Regions from separate parts of the Mus musculus genome. Here all the other regions are linked to region 1. The links are chromatin contacts, called in public HiChIP or PLAC-seq and Micro-C maps. All regions are on one chromosome and are shown on one strand. The core of a region is the stretch at or near the end of the contact, and the rest is flanking DNA. Distances in the headings are between cores, read along the strand shown.

Region 1 (3,940 bases), core at 419-2,918:
GCTGAAGGTCTCAACAGTCCCAGTCTGACCCTGGGGGGGCTCCTGGAGAGGCTGCCGGTCCTCAGTCTATTCTGGAAGATTGGAGAAGTTGGTTCTAAAACTGCCAAAGGAAAGCTGTAGCAAAGAGATACATGAACTTGCCAGCAAGACAAAAAACAAACAAAAAAAGCAGGCAAAAAGCAAAATTTCTTCTTTCCATCCATATCTTTTTATCTGGGCTGCACACATTCAGGGCGTGGCTTTATGTTTTTAATAATCTGATTAAGAAAGGCCCCTGTAGAAGTGCCCAGCAGTTTGCAGTAAAGTTGACAACCAAGATATGACATCATATCTTCCATAGCCTAAATTCATGTATCAAACCCTTCTTCCATGGTGGGGTGCTATTAGGACAGGGGGCTTTAGGACTGGGCTAAGACTGGATGAACCATAGTGTGTGCCTTCACAAAGGGATTTTTGAGCTTATAACAGAACATCAGAGAGCAATCTCCCTCCCTCTCGCGTTCCCTCTCCTTCCCTCCCTCCCCCTCTTTCTCCACCCCGCTAATAGCAGTTACTTTTTAATCACAGTGGCCTAAAAAAAAAAAAAAAAAAAAAACGAGATATAATTTTGGCTCACAGGCTCACAGGTTTCAGGGTCACTGCCCATCCTGGTGGGCAAGATAGGGCAAAGAACTTGGCTCATGTCATGGTGGGCCAGAAGACAGGGAGACAGGAAGTGACCAGAGGTAATATACACATACCTGGAGCCTGCCTCAAGGAACCTTCTTATTCCATCTAGGTCTCCCTTCCCCCTATAGGAGCAAGCATTCAAGTCATAAGCCTGTGTGGGGCGTTATAGATTCAAATTTAAAAAAAAAAGATTTATCTATTTATTATATGTAAGTACACTGTAGCTGTCTTCGGACACACCAGTAGAGGGCGTCAGATCTCATTACGGATGGTTGTGAGCCACCATGTGGTTGCTGGGATTTGAACTCAGGACCTTCGGAAGAGCAGTCAGTGCTCTTACCCATTGAGCCATCTCGTCAGCCCTAGATTCAAATTTTAACCCAGGGTTTTGTTTATGTGGCCCAAACTAGCCTCAGCATTACCATCCCCCTGCTTCAGCTTCCAAGCCCTGAGAGTATAGGCACGCATCACCATATTCCTCCCCACCCCCACCCCTGAGCACTCTTTCAGTCCTGTGAGAACCCAGATAACAGGCGCCATCCATGAGCCAGGAAGCAGGCCCTCCCCAGATTCTAAATTTGCTTTATGATCTGATCAGTGGCATCTCAGCCTCCAGAAACAGGAGGGGGAAATTCTATCATGTGAGCTGTTTCTTCTACGACGCTTGATGCTTTCTTACCGCCGCCTAGCCAAGACACCTGCCACGCCCCTCCACCCACTCAGTGCTCCGGTGCCTAGAGCTAGTTCTAAAGCTAAAATGCTTAGTCTCCTCCTAAAGGCTGAGCTCCGGTCCCACGCGCTACCATCAGCTGTCCTTGCTGTCCCTCCATCTGTGTAACTGAATGTTCTTAGCACAGTGGGCACTCGGTCAGCAGTGAGGCTCCTTCCTGCTTCCTGCCGCCCCCCTCCCCCCCTCCCAGTTAAGAAACCCGGTCCGAAGCTGAGGACAGAATCTTCAGACACTGCCAAGAGGCACTGTTGACAAGGGTAGTGATTCAGGCCGAGTTCCTGGCGGTTCAGAACGCACTGAGTGTGTTAATGGGTCTGCTGGCTCCTTCTTTGTGTATGTCAGAAACTGCTGATCTGATGAAGAGGTTTTCAGCCATCTCCCAGCAACTGGGTGGTAGCCCTAACGGGGAGAGTCACAGCCTTTCTTGGGAGCCCCCAGGGTGCCAGGGCTTCTGGGAGGCGGGGAGGATACAGGTCTACCCGTGGAAAGTGAATGACCTCAGCTGCTCTGTCCCTTACTCCTCAAGGGCCCCATGGTCCCTGTCAGTGATAATGACAGCGGCATGGGGACCATAGTTTCTGGCCAGACCTTGAGGTAACCTTTTCTCTATCATCTGGCTCAGACTTCAGAACCCCCAGAAAGCCTAGATCTGTAAATGGGAACTCTGAGGCTATTGGGGTCTGGAAGGCTGAGTTGTTTGCCCAAAGACAAGGGTTTGGTAAACAGCAGAGGCTTAAGTCAGCTTCTGTCCCCATCCCCCACCCCAATCCCTCTTTTCCTCTTCCCCTTCTTTCCTTTTCTCTCTCTTCCTTGGAGGGAATTGTTTCAGCATCTGGCTTGTGTTAAGCACTATCAGAGACATAGTGGAGAACAGGACAGGTAGGTTTCCCCTTGAGCGCTTGGCAGACGCCACAGGGAGAGTGTCCCTTCCTGGAGGCCCCAGCTCTTCTTCAAGCTGAATTCTGAAGTGAGCCTGGCCAAGGCTGAGCTGTGGGACCCTGAGGCACATGCACCAGAAGCCAGACTTTGGGGTGAATGAATTTGTCCAAGATGAGGGTATTGTGGGAGGATAAGAGGGAAGGTAGACTGGGATGGAATCAAGGAGGGTAACTTCGAGGATTATAAGTGGATGAAGAAGCCTGTGACAGGATCAGAGAGGGACATCACCAGATGGGAGGAGGACCAGAAGAGGGAGTGTCTGAAGAGTTAGGGAGGGCAGGAGTGCCCATCTCAGAGCATGGGACAGTCCATCAAACACACGCCGGCTGAAATTTGCTAACGTTTGCTAATGCAGCTACTTCCTCTTCCATTTGGTTTTCCAAGACAGGATTTCTCTGTGTAACTCTGGCTGCCCTGGAACTTGCTCTGTATATCTGGCTGAACTCAGAGATTCTCCTGCCTCGGCCTTCCGAGTGCTGGTAGTAAAGGTGAGCCCCACCCTCACCCACAGTTTCTTTCTTTCTTTTTTAGAATATTTTTATTCGTTCTTTGACAATTCTACAATGTATACAATGTATCCTGCTCATATCCACCCTTCTACTCTCTCCAGATGCCCAGCATGTATTCCCCACACCCCCACACCTCATGCCCTCTGATGTGTGTTTGTGTGTGTGTGTGTGTGTGTGCCCACTGAGTTCATTTAGTATTGTCTGAATGCACATGGGCCCATCCCCCACCAGAGCGTGGACAACCTACCAGTGATCACACATCCCTAAAGAAAAATGACTGCCCCTGTTCAGCAGCCACCAACTGCTAATAGCTTCTCAGTTTGGGTGGGGGGAACCTCATGGACCCTCTCCTGTTTGTTCTAGAAGACTAGCTCAATCACATGCAGACAACCATAGCTGAAGAAAGGAATGTCACAGTCATGTCACCTCCACTCCCAGAAGATGGCATTTCACACCATCCCTCTCTATCCTCTGTTTTTTAGTCTTCCTCCCCATCTCCCATGACAGTCCCTGGGTCAGTTCTTGGTGTGGAGGTGGGAGGTTAATGCAGACAGTCAGATGGACCAGTGCTTGGGCCAGCTGCAGGAGTCTCTGCACAGACTGCTACCCACTCCCGCTGCAGAAAAAGCCACTTAGATCACAGCTGAGAACAGCACTGATTTATGGATACAAACACAAATACTTAGGAAGCAGTTGGGCCACATTCCCACTTAGCAGTGTAACAACAGTAATATGGTCCCCTGGGACCTATGACCGGTCCATTCACACTCTAGGTTTACAGTAGCAGGTGGAGCTTCTCTCAGGCCACTATTGTGCCAGACAGGACTGACCGTCTGAAATTATAAACAAATCTCTAATCAAATGTTTTCTTTTATAAGAGTTACCTTGGCCATGGTGTCTCTTCACAGCAACAGAACAGAACCAAGAGGCAAAATTGAAAACATCATTTACATATTGATATAGCAACCAAGAATAATTTCCACTTATCTTTTAAAATTCCAAATATGCCCAGCAGTGGTGGTGCATGCCTTTAGTCCCAGCACTTGGAAGGCACAGGCAAGCGTATTTATGATTTAGAGGCCAGCCTGGACTA
Region 2 (3,940 bases), core at 598-3,097, 190 kb before region 1:
GGCAGAGGCTGGCAGATTTCTGAGTTTGAGGCCAGCCTGGTCTACAGAATGAGTTCCAGGACAGCCGGGGCTATACAGAGAAACCCTATCTCGATAAGAGAGAGAGAGAGAGAGAGAGAGAGAGAGAGAGAGAGAGAGAGAGAGAGAGAGAGAGAGAGAGACCACTTCAACACTCAGGAGGCAGAGGTAAGCAGATCTCTGAGTTTGAAGCCAGCCTGATTTCCATAGCAATTTCCAAACCAGCCAAGGCTACATAGTAAGACTCTGGAGAAGAAAAATAGAAAGCGGGTAGAGGGAGATTGAATGTTTGTGTGATTGCCCAGCGTGCTAGGGAAGGAAAGAGGCTGTGTAGAGGGACACAGTCACAGAACACTGGCTGTGTAGCTAGTTGCCCTGAGTTCATGACCTCCACAGAATCCAAGCTAGACATATCCAGGTCACCTTGGCCCAGCCGACAGTAACTACTGTGACCTAAAAGATCTCATCTTTTAGAACATTTACACAGGGCTGCAGAGATGGCTCCGTGGTTAAGAGCACTGGTTTCTCCTGCAGAGGACCCAAGTTCAATTCCTGGCACCCACATGACAGCTCACAACCATCTGTAACTCCAGTTCTAGGGGATTCAATGGTCGTTCTGGCCTCTGCAGGCACAAGACATACATATGGTTCCCATACATATGTTCGGGCAAAACAGTCATACATTTAAATTAATTCAAACACCCTCCTCCTGGTGCCCATAATGCATGGTTTACTGACAGCAAACACGAGCCATCACCAAAGACCAGCATGGTGTGGGCCAGAAAGCCCCTCTCTACAGCCCTGCCCGAATTGTCAAGCCCCCCCTTACCCAGATGGCACCAAAACTGAGTTCCGGACGGCGCCAGCCCCGAGTTGAACAACTACCAAGCACTTGAACCAGGACCTTATATGGCGAAAAGCCAGCTCATTCCTGACACATCCAGGGTTCCCCACCTGACTTCTCTGTCCTCGGCGTTGCCCAAGAGCTGCTCCTATATACCTGAGCTTGTTTGCTGGCAATTAGGTCTGATCTGGTCACTTCCCAATGCATCCCCGCCCACACACACTCCCCCAACCTTTTTGGGAGGGGAGAAGGCGACGTGGGGGGATGATGAGAGAGGAAAGGAAGGAAAATTCTGGTTAATAGAAACCTCTTAAAAGTAAGGACAGGGTGAGATGCACACCACGTTTGGATTCTTGGTCCCTGTGGTTGCAGGTGGGGTTGCCATTACCCTCCCACCAGCGCCCTGAGTCTCCCGCCACAACTCCCGTCTGAGCAGGAGTCTCCGAGAGTCAAAGGGAACAGGAACTGTGTGTGTCCTGGACTCTGACAAACTGAGGACATGGTCTGACTGTGGCCTCAAGCAGGAGAGGGCACCCACCCCCACCCTCCACCCCAACCCCCACCCCCACCCCCATCCCCGTTTGAATACAACCCTGACCTTTTCTTCACCTGCCCTTGCAGGATTGGATAGTTAACAAAGCTGCAGTGTTCCATCCCGCCACAGGATGGCAGTATTGTCGCGGGTAACACACGGCCTTAGTCCCACGAAACAGCTTCCGCATTACTGAACCTCAGGAAACACACAGGCTGATAACTTATTATAAAATAACCATGAAGCTGCAAGTTAAAATAAAAATAACTATGATCACATAAAATAAACAACCTTTATTTATTAAACCTCCTTACTAAATATTTGGTGTGCAGGAAAAAAAAAATTCTTTCCAGGGTGAAATTGAAGATTGCATTCTGATGTCTCTAAGCTGTGTTTCAAGGGCCTTTCCCTTGAAGTGGAAGTGCTGCCAGGAGCCATGGCGAGAGGCGGACAGAATAGCATAGCGCTGGGGACAGAGGCCTGAGCTCCACCTACAATTGGACCGTGGCTCCAGAGGCTCTCTCTTGTGTCTGATTTCTGAATCCAAGAATGGCGGTGGGTCCCACTTCACGAGCTGTGAGGAGCCACAGAGCAAACGCCCATCAGGTAGTCAGTGGTGCATAATATGTGCTCAAAAGCAATTAACTTCAGCCATTCTCAACTTGCTGGGACCTCTTGGGGGAATCTTTAAAGTCATCTAGTTCCTTTGCAGTTGGAGGAAGCTCTTACCCATAATTCTCTTTCTACAGTTTCAACCTGCCTGTGGTTGGGTTGAAAACTAAATGGAAAAAAAAAAATCCAGAAATGAGCATTTCACAAGTTCTAAACAGTGCCTCATTCCAAGAAGTGGCACAGTGGCCTTTGTCATTCCGCTCCTCCCAGCCCGGGGTTGGTCATGCTTTTGTGTAGTGTATCCACACGGTACATGCTACCTGTTTTCTAGTTACCTAGGAGCTAACTCAGTTATCCGATTGACTGTCCTTGTACAGAGCATCTCTATCTTGGATAGTGTCCAAGAACCCTGCCGTTTCAGAAATCCTTGGGAGAGTGGGGCTGGGGGGGGGGGGAGCTGGAGAGGGTGGTCCTGGAAGGTATTCCTTGCAAGTAGGTCTCTGGTTCACCTGTGTTCATCATCAAGTCATTCAGAGTAGCCATGTGTCCCCCAGCATGAGGAGACCGCGGCCTCGGCACCCAATGGAATAGTACTCAGACTGAAAAGGAATAAAACCTGGCACATGTGACGGAGTGGCTAAAGCCAGGGGACACTTGGCTACTCTGAATGACTTGATGAAATAAGCCAGACCCGAGAAGAGAATTCCTGTATGATGTTACATACATGAGGTCAGACTTAGAAAGGAAGACTGGGGTGTTGGCTGCCAGGAGCTGGCCGCGGTGGGTGGAGGAAGTTAATGTTTAATGAAATCTGCTCCAGTTTCGGTTCTGCATGATGAAAAGCCGTGGAGGCAGATGGTGGGGGTTGCGCAAGGACTAGAAGGGACTCAATGCCGCCGAACCGCATGCATGATGACGGCCAACGTGGTCCTGTTTTATGGTATCTCAGTTAAAGCAGTATTTTATTATGTTAGAAAGAAGTGGTTTCCTTTCATGGGTCCACATGGTTGAGATCCTGTGGCTCTGGGTAAGACATAGAGTAAAATTTAAATTTAAATAGTGGCTCTTAAAAGGGACCCTCTCATCCCACAGAGTCTGACTCAAACTCAGCAGTGACCTCCTGAGGGTGATTGCAGCAGCTTGACATTCCCAGAGTCCTCTCTAATAGCAGTGACCTTCTACAACCCTGTCACCTACTGCCCTCAGGGGCTGAATGGGTTCAGGCCCCCACTCCACCCCACCCACCCCACCCCACCCCCATTCCTAAGCCCCAGAACCATCCACTGATTTCACCCTTCCCCCAGATTCTTTGTCCTCCTTGGGCCCCCAAAGAAGCTAAGAGGGCTTTGGGGGACTGCATTATACCCTAGAGGGATTTTAACCTTCCTTGGAAAGAATTCAGAGCTGGCAACAGACTCCTGACCCAGAACGCCCCCTTTGCCAGGAGTCGAGTTGACAGCCCAGCTGGCATGCAAATACGGACAGAACGGATGGGGACGCAAGTCCTTCAGTAGCAGAGTGAGAAGTCCATGCGAGACCAGCATTGCATGTCTCATACATGTGATTGCACAGCGGACCGGCATCTACATTCTGTTGTTGTTGGTGGTGGTGGTGGTGTTTTTAAGGATTTATTTAATTTTTTTTATGTATCAGTACACTGTTGCTCTCTACAGAGATGTCACAAGAGGGCATCGGATCCCATTACAGATGGTTGTGAGCCACCATGTGGTTGCTGGGAATTGAACTCAGGACCTCTAGGAGAGCAGTCAGTGCTCTTAACTGCTGAGCCATCTCTCCAGCCAGACATCTACATTCTTAAAACACGCATGGGCAGTAGAGCAAACAACCAAAGAGGAGGTGTTTACAGACTCAGTTGGAACTACTCAAATGAAGGAACTGGTGAGATTGCACAGTGGTTAGAGCGCCAGCTGCAA
Region 3 (3,940 bases), core at 798-3,297, 160 kb before region 1:
GGGAGCTAGAGGCAGGCGGATTGCTATGAGTTCGAGGCCAGCCTGATCTACACACAAGGTCTGGTATATCCAGGACTACCTAGGGAGTCTCTATCTCAGTAAAGAAATAAATACAAATAAGAGGGGGGGGAACCTTGACCCTGAGCTCTGAGGGGGAGTCAAGGGGACTTTTAGAGCCAGCAGGTAGCGGGTCAATGTTCATGTGTGTGCATATGTTACATATATATCTTATTTTCTAAGGCAGGCTTTCCTATTGAGCATGGAGCTCACCCACCCAGCTAGAAAAGCAGGTGATCAAGTTCCTGGCATCCTCCTGTCTCTGCCCCACCCAGCTCTGGGATTGCAGGAACTGAATCCACCCACATCTAGCTTTTACTTAGGCTACTGGGGATCGAACCCAGGCCCCCATACTTTTATAGCAAACACTTTCTTGACTGAGTCGCCTCCCCAGTCCCACAGCCGGTTTTGAACCCTGGTCAGATCGCACATCTGGGATGACCTGAGGTCAGAGTTGCTTCTTTCCACCATCTTAAACAAAAGGACAGCACCCAAAAGTTTCCCAGTACTAAGGTCTTGCACAGTACATGGAAGACAGCTGTGAATCCAGTCTTCCAACAGATCCCCCAAAAGTCAAAAATATCACCAGGAAACGGCCTGATACTGCTGGGGTAAGAGAGTCTCGTGATTACGTGAGCCCACCAACCAGCCGCTTACCACCATCCCTGATGGCTGGATGCCTGTCTGCCTTGATGGCTACTCAGACTCAGCCTGGCACTAGGGGTGCAACAGAGGTTATTTTAAGATATTATTTGGGTAAAGGCAAAGAGAAAAGGTGCTGTTTAAGGGGTTCCCATAAGCCCCAGGAATGGTATGAATGGTTTAAAGTGTCCAACGATCTTGTCAGTACCCTACGTTCAGAGACCTGCTTGGAGACCTGCTTCCCCCCTTTGCAGCTGCCAGACTTTCCCCTTTAACTGTAGAGAGTGGAATTTTTCTCACTCCCTTACAACCAAATGCACTACTAGGTACATAAGTGAGAGACACCATTGAAATAAAATAAGAGACCTCTGCAGGTCAAGGGGAAGACTTTGGGAGTCTCACTGTGTAACCCCCTGATAGTCTGGGACATGCTACGTAGAGCAGGATGCACTCAAACTCAAAGAGATCCTCCTGCCTCTGCCTCTCAAGTGCTGCCGTTAAAGACATTCAGGGTCCTCACCTGCCACACCATGGTTTTCTCGGTTTTCTCGAGGAAGGATCCAGATGCCCTTCGCTAGAGATCAAACTGACACAAACATGAGCTACCCTGCAGATTCCCCTGGAGACGTTTCAGTGTGCTTCCCGGGGCAGTTAGAGGACCTCAGAGATCATCTTGTTTGGATACGATGTAACATCTGTACCTGCAGCCCTTGTGATGTACCTAGGAGACTGATGTGGCTACAAAGTCTATTTGGTTCTCTTTTTTTTGGGGGGGGGGGTGGCGGGCTTCAAGACAGGGTTTCTCTGTGTATCCTTGGCTGTCCTGGAACTCACTCTGTAGACCAGGCTGGCCTTGAGCTCAGAAATCTGAAGAGACATGCCCTGTTCCAGCCCTGAACTGACTGCCTTAAAAATTTTTTTTTCTGGTCAATTCTGTCCCCCAAATCCACTTGTTCTAGGCCAAATGACTGAGAAGCAAGAGAGAAGGAAAAGCAAAGAAGGAAACAGCTGTCAATAGGACCATCTCTCACCTTTGCATCTGAGGGTTTTTTTTTTCATTATACATATGTCTAGGTTAAAAAAAATGATGTATCATCCCACAACTTATTAAAAAGAAGGGGGGAGTTGGTGGTGCTGGTGGTAGAGAAGGAGGAGGGGGAGAAGGAGAAGGGGAGGAGGGGAGGAAAGGGTAGAGGAGGAGGAGGAGAAAGAGGAAAGAGATGTATAGAAAGAGTATCCACAACACACGTGAAGCCAGTCACAGGCGCCACTCAGTCTGCAGCTGGCCCAAGTTTATCTCTGACCATCCCCCCGGCAGTTTGAAACATTACAGTTCACTGATAACCAGAAATGACTAAGCGCTAAGGCTGCTCAAATATCACCCCTGTAGCACCAATAAAAAACCCATAACTCCTGGCCTGGCAGAGAACTGTGGCCAGCACGCTGAGGAAGGGATGGTTATATTACCCAACCACGGGTTACAAATGGCTTTGTAATCAGTATCTTCCATACCCAGCTTAGCCCGAGTGGCCCTCAAGCCAGCACAGCCCCGTGGCAGACCAGAGGCCTTCCACTTCCTGGAAAGTGGATGTCTGAGAATTGATCATTCCTGGAGCTAGCTCTCTCAGAGCTCCGTTCCGTCTCCATTCAACCTGATGCTAACGACAGCAGGGTCTGGCTGGCCCCACTTCTACCATAAGTAAGAGAGTCACAGGGCAATGAGAATTTCTCAAGGAATCTGAAGGCCCCCTTCCCCAAACTAGGAAAGGGGCCACATGGCAGCTGGGACAAAGATTGCTGTAATTTTAAAAATGATTTTTATCATTATTTTTATATTATGTGTATGATGAAGGGGTGGTTTTATGTGTACAATTTTATGTGTACGATGAAGGGATGGTTATTTTACGTGTATGAATGTTTGCCTGTATGTGGCTATGCGCAACACATGCATGCAGTACCCAAGGAGGCCAGAAGAGGGCATCAGATTCCCCCTGGATCTGGAGATTAATATGGTTGTGTGCCAACTGAGAGCCAGAAACCCAACCCAGATCCTCTGTGAAAACAGCCAGTGTTTTTAACCACTGAGCCATCTCTCTGGCCCACATTGTTACTGTTTTAAAGAGTGGTGCCTAGGAGACAAACAAACGTAATTAATTTTTAAATCTAGGGCTAAAATGAGATGTGCAGATAGCCACTCCCATTGACCCAGGCCCAAGGGCTGATTGAGTACCTGGGTGAATCTGTCCTATGGCTTTGTTCCATGCTACCAGCAGACAACCAGTCAGTGATATTACTCAGTGGCTAAAAAGGATGGTCTCTCTCTCTCTCTCTCTCTCTCCCTCCCTCCCCCCTCTCTTTCTTTCTTTCTTTCTTTCTTTCTTTCTTTCTTTCTTTCTAAATTGGTGTCATGTGGATAGTAAGATGCACACATTCTAACAGAATGTTGTGTGTGTACATGTTTGTGCATGCAGCAGCCAGACAATCGTTGGTGAAGAGCGTTCCTGTGTCCTGGTGTCCCCATCCCCTTCCCACACTCAGTCAGTCAATCCCCTCAGCCTTTTGCTCCGACAGAAGTATTATCTGAACGTCTAGCGCTGTAGATTTGTGGTATCTGGTTTTAGAAGTTAAATAAACGTATTCACAGCCAGGGTACCCTTAAGTCTCTGGCTTTTTATCATTCAACATTATGTCTTTGATATCTTTGTGTATTGGCTGTGTATAGTGTTTCATTGATGAGTTGTTGTTGTTGCTATTATTATTATTATTATTATTATTATTATTATTATTATTATATTACTACATAAGGTCTTGCTATGTAGTCCAGGCTGACCCAAAATTCACAATCCGTCTGCCTCCCAAGAATTGCCAGGAGTCTGACTAGTCTCACTGTTTGGCCCCTCTAACCCTTACCGTACCCCACCCTCACATACCCACCCCTCCCCCACCATATAAATGATGCCCCGTTCTCCCACTCAAATCAGCACTTAATCTTGTCTATGATCCTGGCACACAGATGATATGACCCTTCCGCCACCCCTAAAGCTCCTCTGCTGGGGGCATCTTGTTTATATGAGGCTCAAGAATGTTGGCAGCGGCAGTAGATTCTGGGAAGCCTGTTGGGAAATGTTTTCCCTGAATGATTTAATCCCCAGCAAGAAACCAAGTTGGCTCTAGGGTCAAAAGCAATGACTATGTTTAGGTCTGAGGTTATTGCAGCGTTCTGCTCTCTCTCTCTCAGAGT

The links. A called contact is a pair of places that touch in the nucleus more often than the background predicts. HiChIP or PLAC-seq counts read pairs in DNA pulled down with a chosen protein or histone mark.
Region 2: a Micro-C map of the HL-1 cell line shows a contact between it and region 1, with 3 times the contacts expected there. The contact joins two enhancer-like sites. A contact is called at or near these places in 1 of 15 datasets of contacts at CTCF or cohesin (large pre-B cells), 2 of 484 Hi-C or Micro-C datasets (the HL-1 cell line and bone marrow-derived macrophages) and 5 of 115 datasets of contacts at active chromatin or transcription factors (embryonic stem cells, fetal liver and pancreatic cancer cells).
Region 3: an H3K27ac HiChIP or PLAC-seq map of the NIH/3T3 cell line shows a contact between it and region 1, with 7 times the contacts expected there. The contact joins the promoter of 4930573C15Rik here to the enhancer-like site in region 1. A contact is called at or near these places in 2 of 15 datasets of contacts at CTCF or cohesin (the G1E-ER4 cell line and the NIH/3T3 cell line), 9 of 484 Hi-C or Micro-C datasets (the G1E-ER4 cell line, Th1 cells, bone marrow-derived dendritic cells and 3 more), 19 of 115 datasets of contacts at active chromatin or transcription factors (the NIH/3T3 cell line, SST interneurons, T-cell acute lymphoblastic leukemia and 12 more) and 2 of 9 other capture datasets (liver and pancreatic islet).

Annotation. Positions count from the first base shown.
Region 1 is chr5:146,866,248-146,870,187 of GRCm38.p6, forward strand. The region is part of intron 2 of Gm38748 (a long non-coding RNA gene); the gene reads left to right. Among named protein-coding and RNA genes, the nearest start is that of Gm38748, 10 kb to the left of the region's middle. Within about 2 kb of position 1,669, at least 168 of the 459 cell types and tissues checked have an H3K27ac peak or open chromatin away from gene starts, as enhancers often do. A contact at or near this core is called in the G1E-ER4 cell line, the HL-1 cell line, the NIH/3T3 cell line and 8 more, where this site is marked.
Region 2 is chr5:146,673,859-146,677,798 of GRCm38.p6, forward strand. No RefSeq gene overlaps it. Among named protein-coding and RNA genes, the nearest start is that of Gm34700, 25 kb to the right of the region's middle. Within about 2 kb of position 1,848, at least 114 of the 459 cell types and tissues checked have an H3K27ac peak or open chromatin away from gene starts, as enhancers often do. A contact at or near this core is called in the HL-1 cell line and pancreatic cancer cells, where this site is marked.
Region 3 is chr5:146,701,790-146,705,729 of GRCm38.p6, forward strand. 4930573C15Rik (a long non-coding RNA gene) reads left to right here and starts at 2,048. Exons shown (of 2, transcript XR_868703.2): 1 at 2,048-2,398.